Linked DNA regions of Mus musculus: regions 2 and 3 are each linked to region 1. The links are chromatin contacts, called in public HiChIP or PLAC-seq and Micro-C maps. All regions are on one chromosome and are shown on one strand. The core of a region is the stretch at or near the end of the contact, and the rest is flanking DNA. Distances in the headings are between cores, read along the strand shown. Region 1 holds the start of Mapkbp1 (mitogen-activated protein kinase binding protein 1). Region 2 holds the start of Itpka (inositol 1,4,5-trisphosphate 3-kinase A). Region 3 has its middle 45 kb from the start of Tyro3.

Region 1 (4,029 bases), core at 865-3,364:
TTTCTGAGTTCAAGGCCAGCCTGGTCTACAGAGTGAGTTGCAGGACAGCCAGGGCTACACAGAGAAACCCTGTCTCGGAAAAAAAATCCTTGAAAGGGGCACCAAAGCCAATTATTGCTCTGCTAAGGTAGAGCAACAATATGCTGCTGTCTCTAAGGACTGTGCCCTTGGCAATCCTATGCCACACAGAGTTACTATGTTTATGGGCTCCTAGGAAGACACAAAACCTAATCTGATCCTGTGGGAACAATGCTCAAGACTCCCTCAAGGGAAATCTTGTAAATAAATGTATTCTACTTTTGTATGCCCCAAATTGTGATGAGTCTCAAAACTGAATAAAATATGAGCTGGGCATGCCAGCAATCCCAGCACTCAGAAGGCTGTGGCACAAGTTTATAGTTCGAACCCATCCAGGACTGTGTAACAAGAGCCTGCCTTGAAACAAAACCAAACAAATAAAAAAAAAAGTATAAGGACCAAATCCCAGACATGTATAAGAATGGAAGATGGATGAACGTCTGCCCAGAAGAAGGATGCTGGCATACAATGCTCAGAATGAGCAGTGCCACAAGGACAGACCAGGAGAGCTGCCTTTCTGGCACACACACGTGGCTCCTTCATGTTATCACGAGAAACCAAGACGTTCCAGTTAAAGCAACTTAAGTATCTTTATTTATATTATATTATGGATATGATTGCTCTATCTGCATGTACACCTGCATGCCAGAAGAGGGAGGGCATCAGACCTCATTATAAATGGTTGTGAGCCACCATGTGGTTGCTGGGAATTGAACTCAGGACCTCTGGTAGAGCAGCCAATGCTCTTAACCACTGAGCCATCGCTCTAGCCCAGCAACTTAAGTATCTTAAAGAGATAAACCATTTTACATTTATTTCTTCCCCTGCATATGTGCATGCACATGTGGAGATCAGAGAACTACTTCCAGGAGTTGGTTTACTCCTTCCACCATGTGGGTCCGAGGAATCAAAATCAGATCAGGCTTGTTGGCAAAGGTCTCTACCAGTCCAATCTTGCCAGCCCAATCTTCTACATCTTTGAACATGACAGGGTATCACTATGTAGCCCTGGCTCCCCCTGGAAATTGTTATATAGACCAGGCTGAACTTGCCTCTGACTCCCTAGTGCTGGGATTACAGGCATGCATCACTAAGCTTGTCAAAAAATTGTTTTGCTCTCTTAGATGAAGTGTATTAGTATATTCTTTCTGTTGTACAGTCTGGCATTATAACCCCAACTGTTACACTAATACATTAGTCACAGCTAGGTCCTTTACAGAATATGTGATCTCACTGTACTCTTCTAAGAAGAGAAACTGAGTCATAAAATGTCAACTTGTTTCCCAAGCACACACTTAGTTTAAACTGAGGCCCTGTTAAACCCAGTTTGCCTTCCTATGCCCTTCTTCAAGCCATGGCTGCGTCTCAGCATGCCCACCCACGCCTGCTGTTCTTCCAACTTCAAATCAGGTCGTCAAAGATAAGCGTATATGATCTTTTAAAGCCAACAGAGAAATTTCATTCTTCCACCCCCTTCCTGCCCCTCAAGAAAGAGAAAGGTAAAAAAAAGGAACGAAGTGCAGGAGAGGACAGAGTAGGTAAGAGGTGGCTCCCAACAGGACTCACCTTGGAGCTGAGGTCCTCTCTCCGGTTTCCTGCTTTACTTCTGCGTAATTTGATGGATGGAGACCTCAGCAAGTTCTTGATACGGCTAGTAATGGTTGACCCTTCTCCAGCCATCATAACGAGGAGCCCCTAAGGACAGTCCCTGGCCTAGCCTTTGGACTTGTCTCAACAGCGGTACTGCCTTCTCGTTCAACACAGCCTTCGGATATGCACTTTCACTGGCCTGAGATGGCAGAAGCAACCTTATCATCACAGTAGGTGTCTTCTGCTTGTCACCAACTCTTACTCTGGGCATTGCCCTGCGCTTTCCCACTCCCCATCCCCACCCTAGCCTGCTAGATTTTTTTTTACAAGGGGAGGACGACCCCTGGAGTGAAGAAATGTCAGGCCCACACCTGCCAGAGGCGTTTAACTGAAGAATCGGATGAACTAGTGACCAGTCGGGCGCCGGTTACAGCCCAAGTGTTCCCATGGTAACTGAGGTGTCCAAGGGAGGAGGCCTCCGAAGCCACTGGGCAAGGGGCCGAAGCACCGAGCTGGCCGCCGGGCTCACGCTGGCCCGAGCCGATGCGAGAAGCTCCCTCCCGCACCCGAGTCTTGGGAGCTCCGTTTTAGCCCCCCACACCCACTGCCTACTTCAGAAACCCTACTACTCGTCAGCGCCCCCGTTCGCTGGGGCCCAGCTCACAGCGCCCTCCGGCATCGCGATCGACGGCTTCAGCTCTGCTGCCGCAGCCGCAGCAGTAGCTATGGTGGCACCAGCGGCTCAAAACGCGAACTAGAGCCTGGGCCGAGCTGCGCTGGGAGGGCGGGGCCTAGTAAAGGGGGTGCGGTCTGTGGCAGATTGGTTCCCGATTGGACGACTGATGCCTATGGGGGCGGAACCAAGGAATGAACCAAGAACGCAGAGGTCTCGGATTCTGCACAGTATAATTGTGGGTACCGCTCCTAAAGGAAGGTCAATGTAATATTGCTTTAGAATTGAGAGAACCTGGCCTTTTACGGTATTATCAGGCATGGTCCTCTTAGAGAACTTTGATAACCACGCCTCCAGGCCTAAGATTGATATTTGGTGGGCCTAGGAGATTACGGCTGAAATTTAATTCCTAACTCATAAAAAAAAAAAAAAAAAAAAAAAAAAAGGAGGGGGGGGGTTTGGGATGCTGCCAAAAGAACTCCTTTCCATTCCAAGTGCTGGGATTTAACGCAGTTGGAATCGTTTCTGATTCCGGCCAGCCTAACACAATGACTCACGCAGAGTAACTCAATTTACACACTTTTGAACTTAATCTATCAGTGATGGAAGACTCAAGCCTCAAAATAGAGCCTTAGGGTAGGTTGTGAACTGAAAAGGCACCCATGATATAATCCATCATTTCCTTAGCTGCCAACGTCCTTATAGCATTTAACAAGAAATACTGTTAACAGCATTAACAGTATTTTTGCTACTCCAGATCTTTTCTGTCTTTTCAAAAATTGCAAACACCCCTAGGGCTGACACCGATGTCAAAGTTTGCTGCTATCAGGTTTTGTTTGTTTTGTTTTGTTCTAGCTCATGGAGATAGGGGAAATACCACATACTCATGCTTCATAGATTTGTAAGTTGGCTAGAATTTTTCATCTAGCTACTACTTCAAGAAATTACCTTGGGGGTTGGGGAGCGCTGGACAGATGGATTGGTGATTAAGAGCGCTGGCTTCTTTTCATAAGACTCAGGTTTAATTTACCAGCACCCTTATGGCATATCACAACAGTTCCCAGGGATTTGTCTCCCTCTTTTGGCCTCCATCATAGGCACCAAGCAAAACACCCAAACACATAATTTCTTTAAATAAAATAAAACTGCCTTCTGAAAAGGCTAGCTTAAGCCAAAAGGCCTGTACCCAACTAGAACAGTACACTGACATGTCCCCCATTCCAGACCGTAGGAACTGCTGAGGAAAATGGTAGTTAGAGGGAAGGATCCTTAAAAAATGGTTTAGTGGCCGGGCGGTGGTGGGACATGCCTTTAATCCCAGCTCTTGGGAGGCAGAGGCAGGCGGATTTCTGAGTTCGAGGCCAGCCTGGTCTACAAAGTGAGTTCCAGGACAGCCAGGGATATACAGAGAAACCCTGTCTCGAAAAAACAAAAAACAAACAAAAAAGTTTAGTGGTACTTGCACAATCTGTGTTCAAACAGGAAGGTACCTGTGTACTATATAGCTACGTATTGGATACAAATGTCAACAGCAACTGGACGCCTAAAGCCACACATTATAGATTTTAGGAAACTAAAATGGTACTTCCAATTTTACCGCCTAGACCCGAAGACAAGAATGATCACCTCTAACTATATTAACTCGGCACCATTAATCATCTGCGATTTGACCTACTCACAAAGCTGCT
Region 2 (4,029 bases), core at 899-3,398, 230 kb after region 1:
CTCCTCCACACAGCCTCTCCCTGAGCAATTAGGGGGTCCTGGCGGGCGGAACAGGGAAGCGGGTGTGCCTGCGCCCTAGCCCGGGTCCTCCCAGCTCTCACCGGTCGCGCCCTTCACAGGGGCCCGCCTCTCCGTGTCAGAGATTAGAGCAGGGGAGTGGCAGATCTACGGTACAGGTTCTTCAGAGGTCCTCCCACTGCTCACAAGTCACAGTATTGGGGAAGCCTCGGCCTCGGCGACATTCGCCTCAGTACCTAGTCTAGAGTCGCCCCAAGAACGACCACCGTACCGGATCGTACGGTGTCAGGACGAAAGGCACAGAGGACTCGTGACTGAGCCCCCGCACCTACACCTGATGACGGGAAGTGGGGGGACGACATCCTTGCTGTGAGTCCCCCACCCTCTTTTCTCTTTTGTATTGCAAGTCTCTGAGTCACAGTGCCACTTCGAGTCGTTACACTGCCTCCCTCGGTCCAATCCTAGTGTGCAGGGATGCCAGGTTCCAGAAGGCCCAGGCCACACCTCGGCGCTCTTCTCAAGGTGTCTAGGCAACCTGGGCGCGCGTCTTACTCTCGAAGTCGCCAGGACGCGGCCTTCAGGGCAGAGCGGGGCGTTCCCGGTTTTTTTCTCTCTCTCTTTCCACTCGAGGAACGCTTGCGTAAAATGCATCTAGAGCAACGCTGCACAGTCCACAGGCAGTTAGTTTAGTTATCTGGCCATGGTTAAAACAAGGGAGATTACTGACACAAGAGGATCGCAGGTTCAAGGCCCGAATAGGCTATAGACTGTGTTTCACTGTAACTTGGCAATTTAGTGTCAAGAAAAGAGGGCTAGGATGTAGCTCAGTGGTGGTTGTGCTTGCCTACTGTGTTTGAGGCCCTGAGTTCAACCTCCAGTCAAGGAGGGCCATACCACGAATAATGACTTCACCTCACACTGGCTGGTGATAGCTGCCGGTTAAATTGGCCCGGGAACATTCACATTGCCATACAGAGACTAGCAAGCTCTTGTCAGCCTCAGTTTACCTTTCCCAGGACACTTAGGAGCAGTAGGCCAGGGCGAGGAGGGGGGACGCAGCAGGTGGATCTTGGTTCCGCTCGGTTCTAGCCCTGCGCCCCTCCCTTCCCGCATCCACGCCTCGTGCGCGCGCGGGGAGCAGACGGCAGCGGCTCCGGAGCAGAGCCAGGAGCTCCGCTCCACTCCCACTCAAGAGAGGGAAACCGTGGCAACGGCGGGGGTGGGGCCGCGGCACCGAGAGGGGGAGGAGAGGGAAAAGCTCACGCGCCCCTTTTTCTCTCAGGGCTCCCGGGGCAAGGCTACCCCGCTCTGATCTCTCCAGCCCTACCTGACAGTTACCCAGGTACGCCAGCCGACCCGCCGGCTCCCGCTCCGTGGGTCGCGTACTCCTCAACCTCCTTTAGACGCCCAGGCACTCAGTTACCATCGCCTGCCTAGCCCCCGAAAAAGAACCAAGGCGAGAGGTCGTCCTGGGCTCCCTCTCCGCCCCCATGCCCCCTGTCCCCCGCTTGGGCTCTCGGCGGGGAACGCAAGCCGGTCAGAGCAGAGCAGAGAGCGGAGTCCCCGGCGCGCAGCCCCCGCTGGCCCCGCCCCCGCGGCCCGTACCTGCCCCACGTCCTCGCTGGTTTCCAGCTGCACGTTGCCGCGGCTCCTGCTCTCACTGTCGCTCAGCAGATCGTCCTCCGAGTCCTCGAGCAGCGACGAGGAGCCGGTGGAGGAGAGGGACGAGGTGGAGAGGCGGCGTGGCTGCTGCAGGTGCGACCCCGCAGCTGGGAGCCAGTTCCCCTCCTGGTCTGGCGGCCCTGGGCTGGCCGGGGTCACATCCTCCTCGCTTGTCACAGTGAGCTGAGGGATCACCGGGGCAGGGGCAGCACGCGGGAGCCCGTTGGGCACTTGTCCCCCACGCCGCTTGGCCCCGCGGGCCCGGGGCTCCCCTGCGGCTGCTGCAGCGGCGACTGCGGCGCAGCGCGCTTCGAAGAGCAGGCGCAGCTCCCCGACGCTCCGGCGCGGAGCCCTCTCCAGCCCGGGGCTGCAGGGCCCCGCGCCCCGTGGCCGCGCCATGCCCGTCGGGCGCCCGGGCAGGGTCATCTCCCGGCACCGGAGCCGCAGCCGAGCCCACCAGCCCGCGGCGCGGCGGGGACTGTAGACGCTCAGCGCCCCGGGCTTGGGACTGCCCCGGGGCGGAGCCTCGGCAACGCCCGCCCGGCCGCGCCCCGCCCCGGCCGCGCCCCCCGCCCACTCCTTTCACTTTCTGAGAAAGCGCGGGCCTCCGGGGGCCCTCGCTGCTGCAGGAGGCTTGCAGTGTCCCGAGTGTAACGTGGAAGTCCCAGGTCCGGCCCCCGCCTTATCTCTAGACCTGCCCTCAAGGTGGCAGAAGGGACCTGCCCCGCACCTGAGCCCAGTGCCCTCCCGCGGCTTTTGAGGGATTCCTTCAATGGGAACCAGAGGTCTTAATCTGCACAGGAAGAAGCTGTGCCCATTCTTTCACTCGCTTCCTCGGGCTCCTTTCCGTGTTCCAACCTTCCTGGTCAAAGTCTTTTGAGTCTCTGGGGCTTTTCTCTGGCCTGGGCCCCTTAATTCGGAGTTCAAGGCCGTCAGCCACCCAAGGAAGCCACACCTCAAGGAGTGTGCCCAACTAGAGTCTGTGGCCAGGGTCGAGCTGAGACTGCTCCCCACCCCCACCCCTCGAAGCTCTCCACTTCCCAGCGGGCAGAGAACAAGGTCAAGAGGCGGAGTCTGACTCTCTCCAAGTATCACAGCCGGTGGTGGCCTGCATTTCCACCGCCCCTCTCCAGCCCCCCACTAGCTGTTTCTTCTCCTCCTCCCCCTCCTGCCCCTTTGGAGCTTTGTGGTTTCAAAAGGAGTCCTTTCGCCTCTCTGAACTGCTGAATCTCCTTCGTCGCGGAGCTGCAGGGTTGCTCTGAGAGTAAAATTTTAGAGATGGGTGTTGAGTGCGTAGCTCAGCGGTAGAGCACTTGCGTAGTACGCGACTAGAACTGGATTCCATGCCCAGCATGAAAGGAACGAAAAAGTCTTGGTGCTCCAAAAATGCGAGTGTTTTTTAGTGTTGTAATAGACAGCCAGTGTCTCGGGCCACCCTATCTTGGCTCACTCCTTCTATCCATCTCCCTATCTGTAAACAGAAGAAAAACTTCACACGGCCTAGAGTTATGGCTGCATACTGAAAAGAGAACACCGATGTAGAAGTTCAGACACTGGAAATCCTTCTTGTCATCTCTGAATGGGTCTCTGGCCTCTGCTTGCAGGTGCTCAGCTGAACTTCAAGGCTACTGTGAGCAGAAGCCAGACTTGTCTGCCTTCCCCTAAAAGAATTGAGGGTCCTGTCATGGAACACCTAGAACAACAACCCTGGGATTGCTGGGGCAAGCCCAGGGTTAAGTATGAGACTTGCCTTTTCTCTCTTCAGCCAGAAGTTAAGAGGGAGGAGGAGAACCTTTCGCAAAGAGAGAAGATCTCTAGATGACTGACTGATAAAGGGAGAAGTTGGGGGGGGGTGTTTCCAGGGGCGGTGGCTGCTTGTAGCCATGGGATCTCCAACTGCATGCCAGAGTAATGGGGAGGCTTTGACAGCCCAGGTCATCACAGTGCCTGCAGCTGCCACTCAGCTTCTGTATAGATTTTGGAATTAAAAAAAAAAAAAAAAAAGGAGGAGGAGGAGGAGGTGTGTGGGAGGAATGAAAGCAAAAGAGAAAGGAAACCACAGTCTGAACACTTGCTTCCTCCTTGGAGAAGTGAAGAAACAGCATGGACTCCTGGAAACGTTTTCTGGGGCAGAGGTGTGCATGTCTGAGTGTTTGAGCCCAGAGCTATGCCAGCTTGTAGCAGGGAATCTCAGAGGGTAGACTGGGACCTGACAGAGGAAAATAGGAAGAGGGAGGAGGGAGCATGTTACTGGGTACCTGTGTGCCAGGCAGTGTGTGGACAATGCTGGACTAGTAGGCTGAAGGTCTAGCCTAGCAGCTGAGAGAAATCCCAGAACAATTATTTTTC
Region 3 (4,029 bases), core at 1,089-3,588, 130 kb after region 1:
GTTGGCCAGCCAGTCTGGCAGAAAAGACAAGCTCCTCCAGGTTCTGTGACAAACCCTGTCTCAGAAGGAAAGGTAGAGATTGTTAAAAGGACATTGGACTTCAGCCTCTGGCCTCTACATGTGCAGACACAAACATGCACTCTCACCCCTGACACACACACACACACACACGTGTTCACACATACAAAGAGAACTGGGCTTGGAGCTCGGCCTAGCACTGAAAGGCAGAAGCAGGAGGGTCTAAAAGTTGGAGGATCCTATCTTTTGATCTTGAAGGATTCTTTCACTTAAAGTTGTGATTTGAGCTGGAGAGGTGGATCAGGGGTAAAGAGCACCGACTGCTCTTCCAGAGGTCCTGAGTTCAAATCCCAGCAACCACATGGTGACTCACAACCATCTGTAATGAGATCTGATGCCCTCTTCTGGTGGGTCTGAAGACAGCTACAGTGTACTTACATATAATAAATAAATAAATAAATCTTTACAAAATAAATAAATAAAAAATAAAGTTGTGATTTGCATCTAAAATCCCAGCACTTGGCAGGTAAAGGAAGGAAATGTGAGTTCAAGGCTAGCCTGAACTATCAAGCGATACCCTGTCTCAAAGGAAATCAGCCAGATGTGGTGGCACATGTGTTTTATCCCAGAACTCAAGAGGCAGAGGCAGAAAGATCTGGGTGAATCTGAGGCCAGTCTGGTCTACAGAGTGAGTTTCAGGACATCTTGGACTACATAGTGAGGCCCTGTCTCAAATTAAATAAATAAATAGCCAGAGAGATAGCTGAACACATAAAGGCACTAGGCACAGAACCCTGACCATCTGAGGTCTGTCCCAGGAACCAACAAATAAAAGCCAGTGCAGTAGTGTGATTCTATGATCCTATTGCTCCTACAGATGGGAGGCAGATACTGTCCAGAAGCACTTCAGCCAGCTAGCCTAGAGTACTCAGTCCACCAGAGTAAGGAAAGACCTCAGCAAGGTGGAAGATGAGAACTGAATTCTGCAAGTTGTCCTCTGACCTCCATACACACACACACACACACATACACACACACACACACACACAGAGGCAGACACACACATGCTCATATGAAAGGAAGAAAAGAAGTAAATGGTCCACTTGTAAAAAGCAAAAAGAATAGTTTTTGTGATGGTTTGTATATGCTTGACCCAGGGAGTGGAACTATTAGTAGGTATGACCCTGTTGGAGTGGGTGTGTCACTGTGGGTGTGGGCTTTAAAACCCTCATCCTGAGCTGGGCAGTAGTGGCACAGGCCTTTAATTCCAGCACTTGGGAGGCAGAGGCAGGTGGATTTCTGAGTTCAAGGCCAGCCTGGTCTATAGAATGAGTTCCAGGACAGCCAGGGTTACACAGAGAAACCCTGTCTCGGGGGCAGGGAGGAAGGTCAGTATTCTGCTAGCAGCCTTCAGATAAAGATGTAGAACTCTCAGCTTCTCCTGCACTATGCCTGCCTGGATGCTGCCATGTTCCCACCTTGATAATAATGGACTGAATCTCTGAACCTGTAAGCCAGCCCCAATTAAATGTTGTTCCTTATAAGAGATGCCTTGTGCAGACTGTGCGAGGGACAGCCTCATGGAGGAAGCAACAGTGTCAACCAGCCAGACCCCCCAGAGCTCCCAGGGACTGGATCTCCAACTAAAGAGTATACATGGAGGCACCCATGGCTCTGGGCACATATGTGGCAGAGGATGGCCTTGTTGGATAGCAGTGGGGGGAAAGGCCCTTGGCCCTGAGGGTGTTCGATGTCCCAGTATAGGGGAATGCCAGGATGGGAAGACCAGAATGGGCAGGGGAGCACCATCATAGAGGCAGGGGGAGAGGGGGATGGGATAGATGGTTTCAGAAGGGGAGATCTGGAAAGGGGAAAACACTTGAAATGTAAATAAAGAAAATACCCAAGGGAAAAAAATTGCCTTGGGCCTGGAGAGATGGCTCAGTGGTTAAGAGCACCGACTGCTCTTTCAAAGGTCCTGAGTTCAATTCCCAGCAACCACATGGTTGCTCACAACCAGGGGATTGTAGAGCCGGGATCGATGCAAAAAGCAAGAGGAATTAATTGTTCCAGTGCACTGGGGTTGTCCCAGACCCACAGGAGAGGCAGCAACTACCAGCACCAGTTTGGGAGTTTTTATATGGTTTCCAGGGCAGAACAAAGCAAAAGCAACTAGGTACAATATGATTGGTGGAACAGTGCACCTTTTAAATTGATTGGTCTTTAGGGAATGAGGTGACAAGGACTTCGGTTGTCTGAAGATGAGCAAGGCCAGTCCTGCGGAATGTGTCCCCACCCTCAGGTCGGTTCTCTCTTGTGGTCTGAGAAATGCTAATTAGCCTCTCCCTTCTGGAGGGGCAGTGTTTCTTGACTTTCTCAAAGTTCCTGAGATGACCTTTTTAGGATCTGGTGCCCTCTTCTGGTATGTTTGAAGACAGATATATATATATATGTGTGTGTGTGTGTGTGTGTGTGTGTGTGTATTGGTCACGGTATCTGTTTACAGAAGTAAAAGCCTAACTAAGACAGTTTCTAAGAAAGCAATATTAATGCAATACACATTGAGAGCCAGTTTCAAAACCAAAATTAGTTAGTTAATTTAAATAAAGTGAGTTTTTAAAAGAACGGTATTGGAGAGGTGGCTCAGCAGTTAGGAGCACTGGCTGCTCTTCTTGAGAAGTGGGGGCAGGGGGTGGTCTTGATTCCCAGCGTCCACTCAGGAGTTAATAATCACCTATAACTACAGTTTCAGGGGATCTGTACTGTACTGAGGGGATACCTCCTCAGGTTCTCACAGGCACTGATCAAAGTGGTATGCAGATGCACAAGCAGGCAAGACACCCATACACAGAAAATAAGGAAAGAAAGCTGAGTGTGGTGGCACACACCTTTAATCCCAGTACTCGGGAGGCAGAGGCAGGCGGATTTCTGAGTTCGAGGCCAGCCTGGTCTACACTACAAAGTGAGTTCCAGGACAGCCAGGGCTATACAGAGAAACTCTGTCTCGGGAAAAAAAAAAGAGAGAGAGAGAGAAGAAAAAGAAAAAAGAAAAGAAAAGAAAAAAGAATTTCATATATTTGTATATATGAATCAAATTTCATATGATAGATCTTTCTCAGGCTGCTCTTGTAGCCCTGCCCATAGGTAACAACCCCATCTTTTCAAAGGCTGATCTGGCCTTCATTTGTTGGCACACACCTGAAATACCAGCACTTTACAGGCTGAGGCAGGACACTTCAGCTTCCAGGCCAGCCTGGGCTACAAAGCCAAACCCCATCTCAAAAATAAAGAAACCCACATCGTCTAAAGAAAACTCTTGATATATTCCATAATTATTTACGTCACTACGGAAACAGAAGGCTTTGCAAGTAAGAAGCCAAACTGCTCTATTCTCTTTCTCAAATGTCAGTGGTATGTTGGCAAAGATTCTGAGAGGAGTGAGAACAGAAAAGCAGTGACACGAGAGAGTCAAAATGCTCCTCATACAGACACATCAGTCAAGAAAACAACAACAACCGGAAAAGAAAGATTGTGTTCAAGACAGTTTGCAGGCAAATCTGCATCAACTTCCTCCAGTAATACATACTAACATTTTTTAGATTAAAATATGGTGACAAACAACCAACTTAACTCCCTTGAGGTATTTCAGTTCACTTGTTCACATACGCAGGACTGGTGAGGTTTCATGACTCAAAAGGATAAATCCTGGCTCTGATACCAGGCGGGGCAGCCTGGATGTTCCTGTAAACAACCAATCAGGAATCAAACTTAGAAATGTAACGAGCCATTGTTGCTGAGATGTGACTGGGGAACAGACAGCCCAGAATGGCGTCAGTTTAAGGATGTGTCATGTGAATCCGCCTACAGATGACTCTAGGAGCTGCTTCTGAAATGGGAGGAGGCTGTCATCACCTCTCCTGGTGGCACAGGCACCAGCACTGTAGAAAATCATGTTCTTTTGGAAGTGTATTCAATGCGTCGCTTCCCTTCCCCCATGCTTTCCTCTCCATC

What was found. Hi-C and Micro-C count contacts between places; a contact is called where the count stands out from the background. HiChIP or PLAC-seq counts read pairs in DNA pulled down with a chosen protein or histone mark.
Region 2: a contact with region 1 is called in an HNF4G HiChIP or PLAC-seq map of pancreatic cancer cells. The contact joins the promoter of Itpka here to the promoter of Mapkbp1 in region 1. A contact is called at or near these places in 12 of 39 promoter capture datasets (the 3T3-L1 cell line, cranial neural crest, embryonic stem cells and 5 more), 4 of 484 Hi-C or Micro-C datasets (CD4 T cells, embryonic stem cells and muscle stem cells), 7 of 115 datasets of contacts at active chromatin or transcription factors (the 230-238 cell line, bone marrow-derived macrophages, embryonic stem cells and 2 more) and 4 of 9 other capture datasets (adipose tissue, embryonic stem cells, macrophages and 1 more).
Region 3: a Micro-C map of embryonic stem cells shows a contact between it and region 1, with 2.5 times the contacts expected there. The contact joins the enhancer-like site here to the promoter of Mapkbp1 in region 1. A contact is called at or near these places in 4 of 39 promoter capture datasets (3T3-L1-derived adipocytes, the HPC-7 cell line, embryonic stem cells and 1 more), 1 of 15 datasets of contacts at CTCF or cohesin (embryonic stem cells), 2 of 484 Hi-C or Micro-C datasets (embryonic stem cells and nephron progenitors), 2 of 115 datasets of contacts at active chromatin or transcription factors (both in embryonic stem cells) and 1 of 9 other capture datasets (adipose tissue).

The regions. Positions count from the first base shown.
Region 1 is chr2:119,970,784-119,974,812 of GRCm38.p6, reverse strand. Mapkbp1 (mitogen-activated protein kinase binding protein 1) reads right to left here and starts at 2,114. Exons shown (of 30, transcript NM_011941.3): 1 at 1,645-2,114. The coding sequence starts at 1,761.
Region 2 is chr2:119,740,456-119,744,484 of GRCm38.p6, reverse strand. Itpka (inositol 1,4,5-trisphosphate 3-kinase A) reads right to left here and starts at 2,148. Exons shown (of 7, transcript NM_146125.2): 1 at 1,624-2,148. The coding sequence starts at 2,106. It overlaps Gm25857 (a small nucleolar RNA gene), which reads left to right and starts at 3,529; the gene lies at 3,529-3,657.
Region 3 is chr2:119,842,055-119,846,083 of GRCm38.p6, reverse strand. No RefSeq gene overlaps it. Among named protein-coding and RNA genes, the nearest start is that of Tyro3, 45 kb to the right of the region's middle. Within about 2 kb of position 2,338, at least 27 of the 459 cell types and tissues checked have an H3K27ac peak or open chromatin away from gene starts, as enhancers often do. A contact at or near this core is called in embryonic stem cells, where this site is marked.